Regions from separate parts of the Mus musculus genome. Here region 1 is linked to region 2. The links are chromatin contacts, called in public Hi-C maps. All regions are on one chromosome and are shown on one strand. The core of a region is the stretch at or near the end of the contact, and the rest is flanking DNA. Distances in the headings are between cores, read along the strand shown.

Region 1 (6,497 bases), core at 704-3,203, 260 kb after region 2:
GTAGCCAGCCACTCAGAAAGGGCCTCTTCAAGCTCTCCAAGACTGTGCCCACATCTGACCTCCTTATTACTCAGCTCTGGAGGGCTAAGCAGAAGGGACAAACAGTTCACTGCACCTCCAATCCCTGCCCTTCAGTAAACAGGCAACATTATGGAGGCAAAGCCCAGACCTTTCCAGTAGGAGGCGCTGTTTGGGCAGAACATCTCCTTGGTCATGCACATCTCCCCGCAAAACACACACACACACACACACACACACACTCTTATACTCCTCCTGTCAGTGTTCCACTAAGCAAAATTTAGCTGTGCCTTTCTGCCAGTTCCCTTCTGATAATGGGGACCCACACCAAGAAAAGAAGGCAACATTAGAGGGGAGAGGCCAAGGGCACAAAGGTACCCATGGAGTTAGTAAAGCTGGCCTAAGTCAGCCCTGCCTGGGCGGCCTGGCAGTTAGGGGCATGCGAAGAGCCCAGGACAGTGATTAGAGGGGGCGTTAGTGCAGGCCTGGTCGGCAAGCATAGGGTTAATCTGGCACAGAATCTGGGAGTGTGGTTTTGGGGGCCAGAGCCAAAGCTCCATTTATAAAAAGGGGGCAGCAACGAATTTTTAAGATCCTCAAAATTGAGAGCAAGAGGAAGATAAGTCTCAAAAATAATCCAGAAGGAAAAATTAAACCTCTTAGAAAAATACTGTCAAATCCAGAAATAGATGAACCCTCTCCACTTCAGAGCTTTTGGCACGCCGTTGGGCATCTTGGACATGGCTGGCACAACCCCCGTGGGATGGAGCAGCCCCTGAAGACTGGCACTCAATCTGAAAGGGTCAGGGGCAGGGCTGGGACCATCTGGGATGGGAGGCTGCAGATCCTGATGATAGGAAACAGAGGCCTGTGGGCCATCTCCCAAAGACCACATCCTAAGCACCTGAGGCATGCTGGAGGGAGCTTTCTCCTCATGGTGGGCTCCAAACCCGAGTCATGCCCCCCATCCCAGCAGCACCAGTCCTTCAGGCTGTGCTCAGTGCCCAAGAAAGGGCTTTGGCACTTCCTAGAAGGACCACACAGGTTCCAGAACGGCAGGCACCCAGGCAACCAGAGGCAGCACAGAGATCTAGACCCCCAAACACCAGACCAGCCCCCGGCAGTACCATCCAAGCTTGTATCTTCCACAGAGTACAAGGGCCCCTGTCCCTAGAGGGCTACAGAGACCACTCGGATTGCAGGACGGATGCTGAGGGATGTGCATCGCCAGGGAAGGGATACTGCCTTCCTTCTGGGCCACTGGTAGTCAGGTATGGGTTACCTTGTCCCTGTCCTTCTGGATGCCTGTCTCCAAGGCCACCAACTTCTCCTGCAGCTGGTCCACCGCCCTTTGTTCCTTCTGCAGCGAGGCTCGCTCTGCCTCCCGCTCCCCCTGCAGCAGTGCTCTCTCCATCTCGGCCTAGACAAGGGTATCAGCATTCTGTCAAGGCTGGGACCCAAGGGTGAGGCCCCATCCCAGGGCCTGCACACCTCCCGGCCAGGTCACCTCTCGGGCTGCCTCCTGCAGCTGCTGTTCCAGCTCCTTCACTCGGATCTTCAGCTGTTCTACTCGCCCCAGAACCTGAGCCCGCTCCTCTTCCACAGCCAGCACCTCGCCTTGGTGCTTCGCGCCAGGAGCGTCTTCATGCTGGAGGGGAGGAGGGCACCATGAGAGAAGTCTGGAACCTTCTAGGATCCGACTAAGAGGGCGGATTACACGCTCCTCAAAGCACTTCGAAAGGGTAACTAGACCAAAACAAGAGGCCACTTTCCTCCCAGTCAGGGAGCTCAGCTATCGGGAAAGGATTTACCAGAGTGCCAGGGTTGGGTGGGGCCCAGAGGAAAAACAGGTCGTAAGGCACATTTATAGCTTGGGAAAGTCATGGTCACCTCCTTTCCCTCCTGACACCCACAGTTCTTCATTCTGGTCTCACCCAAGCCTTGATCCTTTCATTACCTCCACGCCAGCCCCGCCCCAGGCCGGCCCTGTCCCCCCTCACCTCCTGCTGGGTGCTCTCGGTGCTGCTGCATTCCTCTTTGAGATTCTCTTCATCAGAGCGCTCCATGCTCTCCCACAGGCGCTGGGAGGCACCTCCAGACTCCTCGCCGCACCTTCCGGAGACTACTATGGCTCCTGCCAAGCCTCTTGAGGGCCTCCTGCCTGCCAAGGCCAGCGCTGCCGTGGCCTCTCCAATACTGGGCAGCTCCCCAGTCTCAGGTCCCCCGTCAGCTCGGCTGTACTCAGCACACAGGTTCAGGATGGTCTCCAGGCGCTGGCGTTCCTAGGGACAACGGACAGAGCAGAATGTGAAGAGCAGAAGTCTGAGACCCAGTGCGGCTTGAGCCAGGGCATGTTGACCCCTAGAAACTCTGGGCTCAGCATCATGAATATGACCTCAACCTTGAGAACGGTGGGAGACCAGGTGGTGGTACACAGCACTCTGGAGGCAGAGACTGGCGGATCTTAGCATCTGAGGCCAGCCTGGTTGGTCTACAGAGTGAGACTCAGGCCATCCAACCAAAGACTATATAGTGAGAACCTGTCTTAAAAGAAAAAAAAAAAATCTATGGGAGGTAGAGGGGAAAGAGGGTTCCTCAAAGGTGGGCAAGAGAATGTGGCCATGTCACCTGTCCATTGGCCGGCCCCTCCCATCTCTCTGTTTACTCTCCCTAGGAAGAGGCATCTTCATAGTCACACAGAGAGATCCAAACACACATGGGAACATACAGGGTAAGCAGCCTAAAGACCATAATGAAGCCAGGTGGTGATGGTGCACACCTTTAATCCCAGTGCTCGGGAGACAGAGGTAGGGGATCTCTGTGAGTTCGAGGCCAGCCTGGTCTACAGAGTTCCAGGACAGCCAAGGCTACACAGAAAAACCAAAAAGACCATAATGGGACACATAGCTATCGAGTGCTCATATTGATACAGGTTAGGGCACAAGGGCGCACCGATACATTACTTCTGTCACATAGGCACACACAGACACTCCATGTGCCCTGGGAGGTACATCAGCGTTAACAGGTAGGCACACACTAAGACACCAGCCCCAACACGCACACACACAGAGATAAACATAGTCTATATACAGCTGGGTGGGCATCTGCAGACAGCCAGGGCTGGAAAGTGGAGCACGGGCCACAGGACCTGACAGTCCAGACGCAGAGAGAAAAGGCAGAGGGGACACTGTCTTTCCAGCCCCACCTCAGCTCCAAGTCACTCAGGATACCATCTCTTTGCTTGCTCCTTAAGGCCGTGCAAGCTGTGCCAGCTGTGATCGAGGACTCTGTGGCTGGCACTCTCTCCTCTCACTACAAATCCTGACACAGACATGGTCACCCCTCAGGTCCTAGGACTCGAGGGAATTACTGCAGTCACATTCCTGGTCCCTATCCTGCCCATCCATTTGTAACACCCAAGCCCTGGCTTTCAAGCCCAGAGCCTTACAGTGCTTTCTGAGGTCTCTGATCACAAGTATCTCTCACCACGGACATTTATTTTGGCCTCACCTTCCCATCCCAGAACACTTACCCAGCTTTCTTCCTGCTGCTTGCCCAGTTGTGTGGCAAAAGATCCAGGAACCAAGCCTCAGCACCCAGGAGGTTGGGCCAATGCCTCACCCCCGCCCTAGGACCCAGATAAGCAGCCTGGCAGAGGTGGGAGGGGCAGGGTGCGGGCGGCCTCTGACTTAAAGTGGCAGGTGGGGCAGGTTGGGGCTGGCGGTGAGGTGTGTACCTGTGTGTGGGGATGGGGGTGGGGAGGCTGGGCCCAGCACTTGATTATGTCAGGCTCATCAGCCCTCCTGGGATGAGGATCCCGGGTCACCAATGCACAACAGTGACAAGAAGGTGTAACAAAGAAAGAACAGGAGTCCTGACTCCCACCAGTACACCATCCCATACCCTCACCCCTCCCTGACCTGTCTCTTCCCAGATTCTTCAGACAAACGTCCTCCTCAAACCAATTCCAGGGTACCTGTGTCTCAAAATAACCTGGGCTTCTGCTCTTGAGGGAAAGGGGGAAAACCATGCTCTGAGCATGCACACAGCAGCCAATGCCCCTGGAGCTCCCTATGCTATTTGGGGGAATCCCTGCCCCCTCCCTGCTCAGATGCCATCTCTAGAACAGCTGCCCAGAACCACACCCAGACTCAGCAGCACCCACATTTATGCATGCAGACACATACAATCATGGAGGCAGACCAGGGGGGCTGCCCACCCTGCCTTTCCCTCTTCCTTAGCACCATGCTCTCAGAGGACCCATCTGAGCCACAGTCAGTGATTCAGGCCCACCTGTCGATGCCAAAGAGACACAAGAAAGGGGGACCAGTGTTTCCCTAAAGGATAAGTCTGAGGTAAAGGTGCCTGCGTGCAAGGCCGATGACCTTAGTCTGACCCCCAAAACCCTTGCATAGGGAAAGGAAAGAATGAATCCACAAAACTGTCCTCTGCTCTCCACACTCATCAGGGCATAGGCCTACACACACACACACACACACACACACACACACACACACACACACACACTCACACACTCAATAAGAAAAAGCTTTAAAAGAAGGACTCCCCCCAACCCCAGCCCACGTGGGGCATGGTCACAAGCGTGTGCAATCTCTGCTCAGGAGGCAATCAGAAAGATCATGAACTCAAGCTCAACCTGGGCTACACAGCAAGCTCACAGCCACACTGGGTTACAAAACCGAAGGGGAAAAAAAAAAAGAGGAGCAGGAGAGAAAAATAATTCTAGGGCTGGGGCTATAGCTCGATGCTGGAGTGCTGTTCTGACTTGCCAAAGGTCCTAGGTTCAAGGCCTGGCACCATAAAAATGAAAGGCCAGATAAATTAATGTTCCTGTCTGGGCCTCAGCCTCAAAACGCGCTTTTCAAACTTAGAGATGCAAGACTTCACCACGTGCGTGCTTTCCTGAAACACTGCACTAGGGTAAACCCTATGGACCTAACTCACACAGCAAAACAAATGATCTGCCGTAGAATAGACGCAAAATTAGCAAGAATTCAAAACCAAGATCTAGAGCCTGGGAGACGGCTCTGCTGGCAAAGCACCTGGAACCTGAGTTCAATCCTCCAGTCACTCTAGTGCTGGGAAGGCAGAGACCCAAGAACCTGAGGCCTTGCTGTCCAGCCAGTTCAGCTAAACCAGTATGTCTCAGGTTCAACGAGAGACTGTCTCAAAAAACAAAACCAGGCCAGGCAGTAGTGGCTCATGCCTTTAAACCCAGCACTTTTCGGAGACAGGTGGATTTCTGAGTTTGAAGCCAGCCTGCCTGGTCTACAGAATGAGTTCCAGGACAGCCAAGGCTACACAGAGAAACCCTGTCTTAACGCTCCCCCCCCCCAAAAAAACAAAACAAACAAACGAAAACACCGAAGAGCAATTGAGGAAGACACTACCCACTCATCTCTGGCCTACACACACAGACACACACCTGCACACACGTATACAAAACTAAAAAATTTAGAAAGCCTTAGTGATTTCAAAGGCGGTTTCTCTCCAGGGTATCAGGATGGTGAGACACAGGTCACTTAGCCTGATGGTTCATCCTGAATCCGCCCAGGCCCTGTACATGGCCCCTCCTGTTCTGCCGGCTGGCCTGCCCACACCCTGGCAGAGGCACCGCCTTGGGCAGCGGCAGCCTCCCTGGCATTGGCTCACCAGCCTCTCCATCTCCTGCTCCCGGAGCCGCTCTTGGCGCTGCCGACGGTGGTACTCCAGAAGTTCGTCCTCATTGTCGCTGATCTCCGTGATGCTGTTTTTCCTCTCCCTTGGAATGGGTACCCGCAAGTCCCCACTGGAGAGCTTCCGCTGAGCACGGGGGCTCTGACGAGGTGAAGCCCCAGTAAGAGAGCCCAGACTGTAAGCTGGGCTCAGCCTGCCACTGAAGCTACCCTTGCGAGGTGCCAGGGACTCCCCGAGGGTGGGCGAGGGACTCCGAGTCCTGCGACCCCGTGCTCCTAGAGTCAGGGAGAAGTCCTCAGGTGAAGTCCCGTGGGCTGCCCAGCGCCGGGGCCGGGGACTCTCGGCCACTTCCCTGCTTAGCTTGGGATCTGGGGCAGTCCGGGCTGGCAGTGGGGACAGAGCCCTTCGAGACAGAGATGGACTCAACGGGGGCAGTTCCCGCATACTGTCCAGGCCCCTCCGGCCCAGGCGGGGACTCTCAGGCGGCTGGAGGGTACGAGTTGCTGCTAACCCATCCGAAAATGTTCTGCCCACCAGTTGTCGAGAGGGGCTGCTTGTTAGTACCCGCTCTGTGCCTGGGGGCTCACGGAAAGGACTGGGAGGGCGGTCCTGGAGTGTGCCGATCTTGTTTCGGGGAGCAGGCACTGGAGACTGGAACTTGGGGCTGCCAGGAATACTGGCGGGTTGGCTGCGGGCACCGGAAGATGGGTATTCACTCAGGCTGATAGCCACCACAGGTAACTGCCCACCTAGCCGGGGACTCTCAGTGGTTCTGCGGGCCT
Region 2 (6,073 bases), core at 1,878-4,377:
AGGCCCTGTGGCAAGAAAGAAAAGAGGCTCCTGAGGCATGCTGGGAAAAGCTGAGGGGAAGCTGTGTATTTCAGCTCTGGCCCTAAGATCACCTTACACATTGGGGTGTTCACCCTACAAGCAAAGTAAAGATCACGGCTTCCCATCAGGAACACATCGTGGGGAGGACAAAAACAAAGGAGATGCCTCAGTGGCCTACCTCAGTGGTTAACTGTGTGTGGTGAAACCCCGAAACCCGCATCTGATCCTTGGGACCCACGTGGAAGGAGTGAATGGATGCCCCAAAAGTTGTCCTCAATGTATCCAACATACTATATGCACATTCACACTCGAAAGATAAAACCGTTAGTTGGGTGATGGAGAGCCAGGTGGACCTCTGTGAGTTCGAGGTCAGCCTGGTCTACAAAGAGCTCTAGGACAGCCAGAGCTACACAGAGAAACCCTGCTTCAAAAAAACAAAAACAGGGGTTGGGGATTTAGCTCAGTGGTAGAGCACTTGCCTAGCAAGCTCAAGGCCCTGGGTTTGGTCCTCAGCTCTGGAAAACAAACAAACAAATAAAAACAAGCAAATAAATAAATAAATAAATAAATAAAACTTTTATAGAACAAAACTATATTTTAAAAATGGACGAGGGTGACACTGCCTGTTTACCACAGTTGTGGTCCCCCCCCCCTTCCAGGGAGCTTCCGTCCACCTCGGCTCTAGGGTCTAGAACCGTTTAGCATGTTCTTCACCCAGGCTCCAGGGCCTGCCCTGTTTGTGTTTTCTCTAGTTCTTCCCTAGTTCTGTCAGCTTCCCAGTCACCCTCACATGGTGATCCAGCTTCTACCCCCTGCCCAACTCAGACTCCTGCTTGGGTCATCTACTGAGTGCAGGATGCAAAACCCAAGCCCTAGGTCTGGGGCTTGGAGGGCTTTCATTATCTCTGCCTCTGCTTGCCTCCCTCCTGGGAAAAGTCACCCTTGGGGTTTGGGGATAGAGAGAATGACATGCACGTGACCTTGACATTGGTACTTTTGATATGTGCATAAGAGGACCAGCTAAAGGGGTGACTCACATAGACATGGTCGGAGATGAGACATACTACGTGGGTCAGCCTTTATTGTGAGAATTAAGTACAGTTAAGAGATAAATCAGTGTTGGCAGGATTGCAGTGGGGCTAGCAGGGAGTGCTGCAAGGTGAGACAGGGAGCAGGGAGGGGGCACTGTCAGGAGTGGACTCGAGGAGGGGGCGGGGAGAGGGAAGAAAAGCCACTGAGAAGCCAGTGACTACAGCCTGGCAGGAGGCAGGCTGGACTTCTTGGAGGAGCCTGGGATGCAGGAGAGCCCTTCTCATTTGCGGGCACCCAGTGCCAGGGCAACAATAAGACCCACGACCAACAGGAACATGGCCACAGACAGCAGCACTGTGATGACCACCATCCCTCCTGTCCGGGCCATTCCTAACCCAATAGACTCCATGTTTTTTCCTGTCAGAAGAAGATGGGAGAACCTCTGTGAGTTGAAGGGGTTCCTAGGTAGCTCCTGTGGTTCACAGCTTAGCCCAGCCATCCAAGTAGCCGCCAGCATCAGTTCAACTGGTCATCCAGCCAACCAGTCAAGCAAACATAGACCCCCCTCACAGCAACACTTAGGAGCCACCAAGGAGGACATCATCCCTCTGCACAAGGAACCTCTAGTGCAGAGATGATTGAACAGGACAGGAGGTGGCCATACCAAATACTGGGGGGTTGGGGCGGGGGAGAGAGAGCGACTGAGCGCTCAGAAAACAGTTTATCTAACTTGCTCTAGGAGAAAAAAGTCGGAGCTTAGGGAAGTGTGAGAGACGGGCATTTTACTTACGAGGAAGCGTGGACATGGGAGTCTCTGGACTGGACTCGGTGGATGTCCCCTTCTGTACTCGGTAGGATATGCTTTAGAGGCAGGAGTTGAGAGAAAGCAGAGATTGTACGTATCTGGCACTCGGGAGGAGGGGTTCCAGCCTCCACCTTCTAGCTATGTGTCCCATCTGGGCCCTCCTGGGGTCCAGGTTCACATTTCCTACCCTTTAGCTGTGCCCTCTCTAACTCATGCTTCCTGGCACTTCCCCACCCTCACGGGACCTCCACTTCCCTTTTTTGCATCCCACCTCCACAGGTGTCCATCGGTACCTACTAGTATTTGGTTCCTGGTGTTAGGTTTGTCACCTGATATGCGCTGAGCCTTGTGACGGTGTAGCCAGACCCACTGTCCACCACGCTCACAAGCTCCCTGCGCCCGCGACATGGAGGCACCACAAAGTCTGACTTAACCACTGAGGGGAAATAGGAGTGAAAGGCAAGATCAGATTTCTAGCAGTCCACTCTTGTAGAACGGGCAGCTCTTGGGTATCGTTAAGAGGGGTTACGACGAGTAGAATAAATGGGTACAAGGGAGGTCTACCTTTGCTGTCGTTGGCTCTCCGGACCATCAATGTGGCATTACCTCCCGTGAGGTGACATGGGGGCAAGGCAATTAACAGGCTTTCTGTTAGCGCCGGAGACAGCAGACCAGAGAGGCTTGAGATGTTGAAGTCTGTTAGGGAGCCGAGAGGGAACTCAGGAGTTAGCCCCCTCTTAACTCAGAGCTGGCGGGGTGGGTGGGTGGTCATTGCTAAGGGTGCAGAGACAGAAGAGGAGCGTGTGGATCTGACCACCAGATGGCAGGCTTGAGCTGCAGATGGTGGGTACGCCGCGCTGTTTGGGAGCCAGACTAGACCATGGCACCCAGACTAGACCATGGCACCCAGTCAGTCCCCAGTCTCGCCCAACTCACACAAACCTTGGACACTTACCCAAATTTCTTGACTCCTGGATCTGGAAGAAGCCCAGGAATTTGTCACCTGATCCCTACCACTAGTAACTCTCAACCCCAACCAGCTAGACCAACATTCTGTCCTTGAGAGCCCTGGGGAGACAATGCTCCCTGTCTAGCGCTCTGAAACCCTCCTCGCTCCCACCAGCAATAGAGACCTGCAGTCCCCGGAGCCAGGACAGCCAGCAGAATCAGGATCAGGGGCAAGGTCTGGACAGGCAGTGTGGATGCCATACTGCGCTGGGAACTGGATCCTGGAACAGGTGCTGACAGGCTGGGGTTTCCTGGGGCCAATGAGGCCCTGCCCCAGGATAGCTGATTTTGTCTCGGAGTGGGAGGGGCTGCTGGGAATCCAGTCCAACTTGCCCCTTGGGCACTGTAGCCTCAGGGAGGGGCCCCAGACAGGTTTTTCAGGCTGGGGAGCTGGCCCTCGGGCCTAAAGGGGGATGCTCTGGCTGGGTCCTGGCAGCTTAGTTAGCTGCAGGGGAGTATGGCTCTTTCTGGAACTCCCGCGACTGAAGGACAGAGTTCCTCTGTCTGAGTGTCTGCCTCCTGGACTGTAGAGGGTGCTGTCTCCAAGGAGGTAGGCGTTTTCCTAGGAGAGCCATGAGTTCTAAAATTGCCCTGGTGTGTAGGTGTAGGAAAAGCCCCAAGGGTTGAAAGGGCTTTGGCTAGTAAGGATGGGAGAGGAGGGGGTTGGTTAGGTAGGGTGGGGATAGCAGAGCCTGAGATCCAATTCTAGTATTTAACTGAGGCCTAAGAAACTGCGACTCTGGGAGAAGCGGAGGGTATCAGTGTGAGCCTTCAGATTTCTCCAGAAGGTGGAGACAAGGGAAGTTAGTGAAGGCTTCCAGGTAAACGCAGGTCCAGTCCAGCAAGGCTAGTGGGCAGTGGAGTAGATACAAACAGACTTGGACAGCAAGCGGTTGTGCAACGGGTAGCGAGTAAAGCAGGAAAACCTTAGGAAACAAGACCAGGGGCTGGGCGATGGTGGCGAATGCCTTTAATCCCAGCACTTGGGAGGAAGGTGGATTTCTGAGTTTGAGGCCAGCCTGGTCTACAGAGTGAGTTCCAGGACAGCTAGGGCTACAAAGAGAAACCTTATGTTAAAAAAAAAAAAAAAAAAAAGCAAAAACAAAAACAAAGCAAAAAGTAGCAACAACAAAACCCTTCAAGACAAAAACAATCCTGTAACCAGGAGCAGAGGAGGTGGAGGGCTGGGGTGTGGCTCAGCGGTGGACTGTGTGCAGGTCGCTCTGGGGTTCGATGCCTGGGACAACAGTTGGGGAAGAAACACCATCAGCAGCCACAGCTCCTCTGGTTCTCTCCTGCCCCAGGCTAACTGGGAGAACTGATGGAGGTTCTCCAGCCATGGACGAGTGACGTGGCCCCACTCAGTCACCTCTCCTCTAGACGCTGGCCAGGGGGCTCTGCATGCCCTCCTGAAAGGCACTGCTTTTTATAGATGCAGAACCTGAGACTCAGGTTGTCACTGCAAAGTGGCTGCAGGGGTGTGGGTGTCTCAGCTAGGTGAACTCGATAGGACCTGAGCTCAGACCGTCAGGGTCTGCTCCAGGAACCACCCATTTTCCCCAACCCCAGAGAAAGGTCCTAGTGGAAAAGTGGGGGCCACTGAAGGGCTGATGGGGTTCTGTCCTTTCCCCCATGCTGGGTGGACTTAAAGTCTGCAATGTGTGTAGGGGGTAGAAGACAACAGAACCTGGGGGCTCCGGCTGGGAGCAGGAGGAACTCTCACCAGACGATCTCCAAATTTACTGTGCAATGGACGATCAGGAAACTGGTTCAGATGTAGCTTCTGATACAGTGGGTCTGAGGTAAAACCCGAAACTTAATTTCTTTCAAAAATTTAAAGTTGCATTTATTATTTTATATGTGTGCCCATATGTGTGCCACAGTGTCTATGTGGAGGTCAGAGGGCAAGTTGTGGGCATTGGCTCTCTCCTTTCATAATGTGGCTTCTGGGGACCAAAATGTCAGGCATGGTGGCAAGAGCTTTTACCTGTTGAGCCATCTCATGGTTTCGTAAAACTTCCTATGACGCTTACAGGTAACGCAGAGACACAGACTCACATTTGGAGTTAGCAGATGCTGTATTGGTGTAAACACTCATACACAGACACACACACATACTCATACACACACACACACACTTATCCACATGCACACACATACTCGTATACACACAGACACACACACATGCACTCTCACATTCACATATTCATACACATCCACACACACACTCATCCACACACACAGACACACATACTCATCCACACACACAGACACACATACTCATACACACACACAGACACACATACTCATACACACACACAGACACACACATATAATCATACATACACAGACACACTCATACATGTGCACACACACACTCATCCACACACACACACTCATACACACACACACTCATACACACACACACTCATACACACACACACTCATACACACACACACTCATACACACACACACATGCAAATGCAAAGTGGGACAGAGGTTTTTCTCAGGCTGCCTTTGGGTGGAGAACTGGAACTGATTTCTGTTTTTCCAGCTCCTTGGCTTTTGTCCCCTTTAGATGAGATCTCCTCCTCACTTTACACACAGAAAGATCACACACGAGGGAGAACTGGCGGTGCGGAAGAGGGCTACACGGTAGGGTGTCAGGGTCAGGAGATCTTCCTGGCAAGTCTCAAACCTCCACATAGCACAGTGTTTACGTGAGGATTTAGGAGGAATCAGGAAGAGGATTGGTTTACTGCAGAGCAGACCATATAGGTCCACTCCTAAGCCCCATTTGAAATTAGAAGTGAGACAGTGTGGGATAAAAAGAGCAGATCTCTGGTCACATTTTTAAAGGGATATGAGGGTCCTGTGCCTTTAAGCCTTCCCATCTCCCTCCAATCCCCCCTCACCTTCCCCACCCTAACCCTCCCCAGGTTTCTGGAGGAGCAGAGTTGCGTCTTCTCCCTGCCCTGCCGAGCTGCTCACTGGCTGCTCTAGAGGCTGTGCTTTGCGGTCTCCATGGAAACCATTAGTTGCTAAGCAACTGGAGCATCATCTGTGCTGAGCTCTCGCATCTAATTATCCCATCACAGTGGCTGAGAAGGGTTTGGGGAGCTGAGAGGAGGGGGAGGCCCCCGGCACAGGAGCAAGAGGATAACTCTTTGAGCAGAGCGGCTTCACTGACAGTGCTGAGATCATTT

The links. Hi-C and Micro-C count contacts between places; a contact is called where the count stands out from the background.
Region 1: a contact with region 2 is called in a Hi-C map of bone marrow-derived macrophages, with 34 read pairs. The contact joins the enhancer-like site here to the promoter of Upk2 in region 2. A contact is called at or near these places in 12 of 39 promoter capture datasets (the C10 cell line, the HPC-7 cell line, cranial neural crest and 6 more), 1 of 15 datasets of contacts at CTCF or cohesin (large pre-B cells), 1 of 484 Hi-C or Micro-C datasets (bone marrow-derived macrophages), 17 of 115 datasets of contacts at active chromatin or transcription factors (bone marrow-derived macrophages, craniofacial prominence, double positive thymocytes and 11 more) and 5 of 9 other capture datasets (adipose tissue, embryonic stem cells, liver and 2 more).

Annotation. Positions count from the first base shown.
Region 1 is chr9:44,709,623-44,716,119 of GRCm38.p6, forward strand. It overlaps Phldb1 (pleckstrin homology like domain, family B, member 1), which reads right to left. Exons shown (of 22, transcript NM_153537.4): 6 at 5,692-6,497; 7 at 2,019-2,300; 8 at 1,526-1,666; 9 at 1,301-1,438. Among named protein-coding and RNA genes, the nearest start is that of Phldb1, 22 kb to the right of the region's middle. Within about 2 kb of position 1,954, at least 17 of the 459 cell types and tissues checked have an H3K27ac peak or open chromatin away from gene starts, as enhancers often do.
Region 2 is chr9:44,451,640-44,457,712 of GRCm38.p6, forward strand. It overlaps Upk2 (uroplakin 2), which reads right to left and starts at 3,128. Exons shown (of 5, transcript NM_009476.2): 1 at 2,992-3,128; 2 at 2,423-2,554; 3 at 2,156-2,294; 4 at 1,844-1,914; 5 at 1,076-1,470. The coding sequence starts at 3,067. The coding sequence ends at 1,334.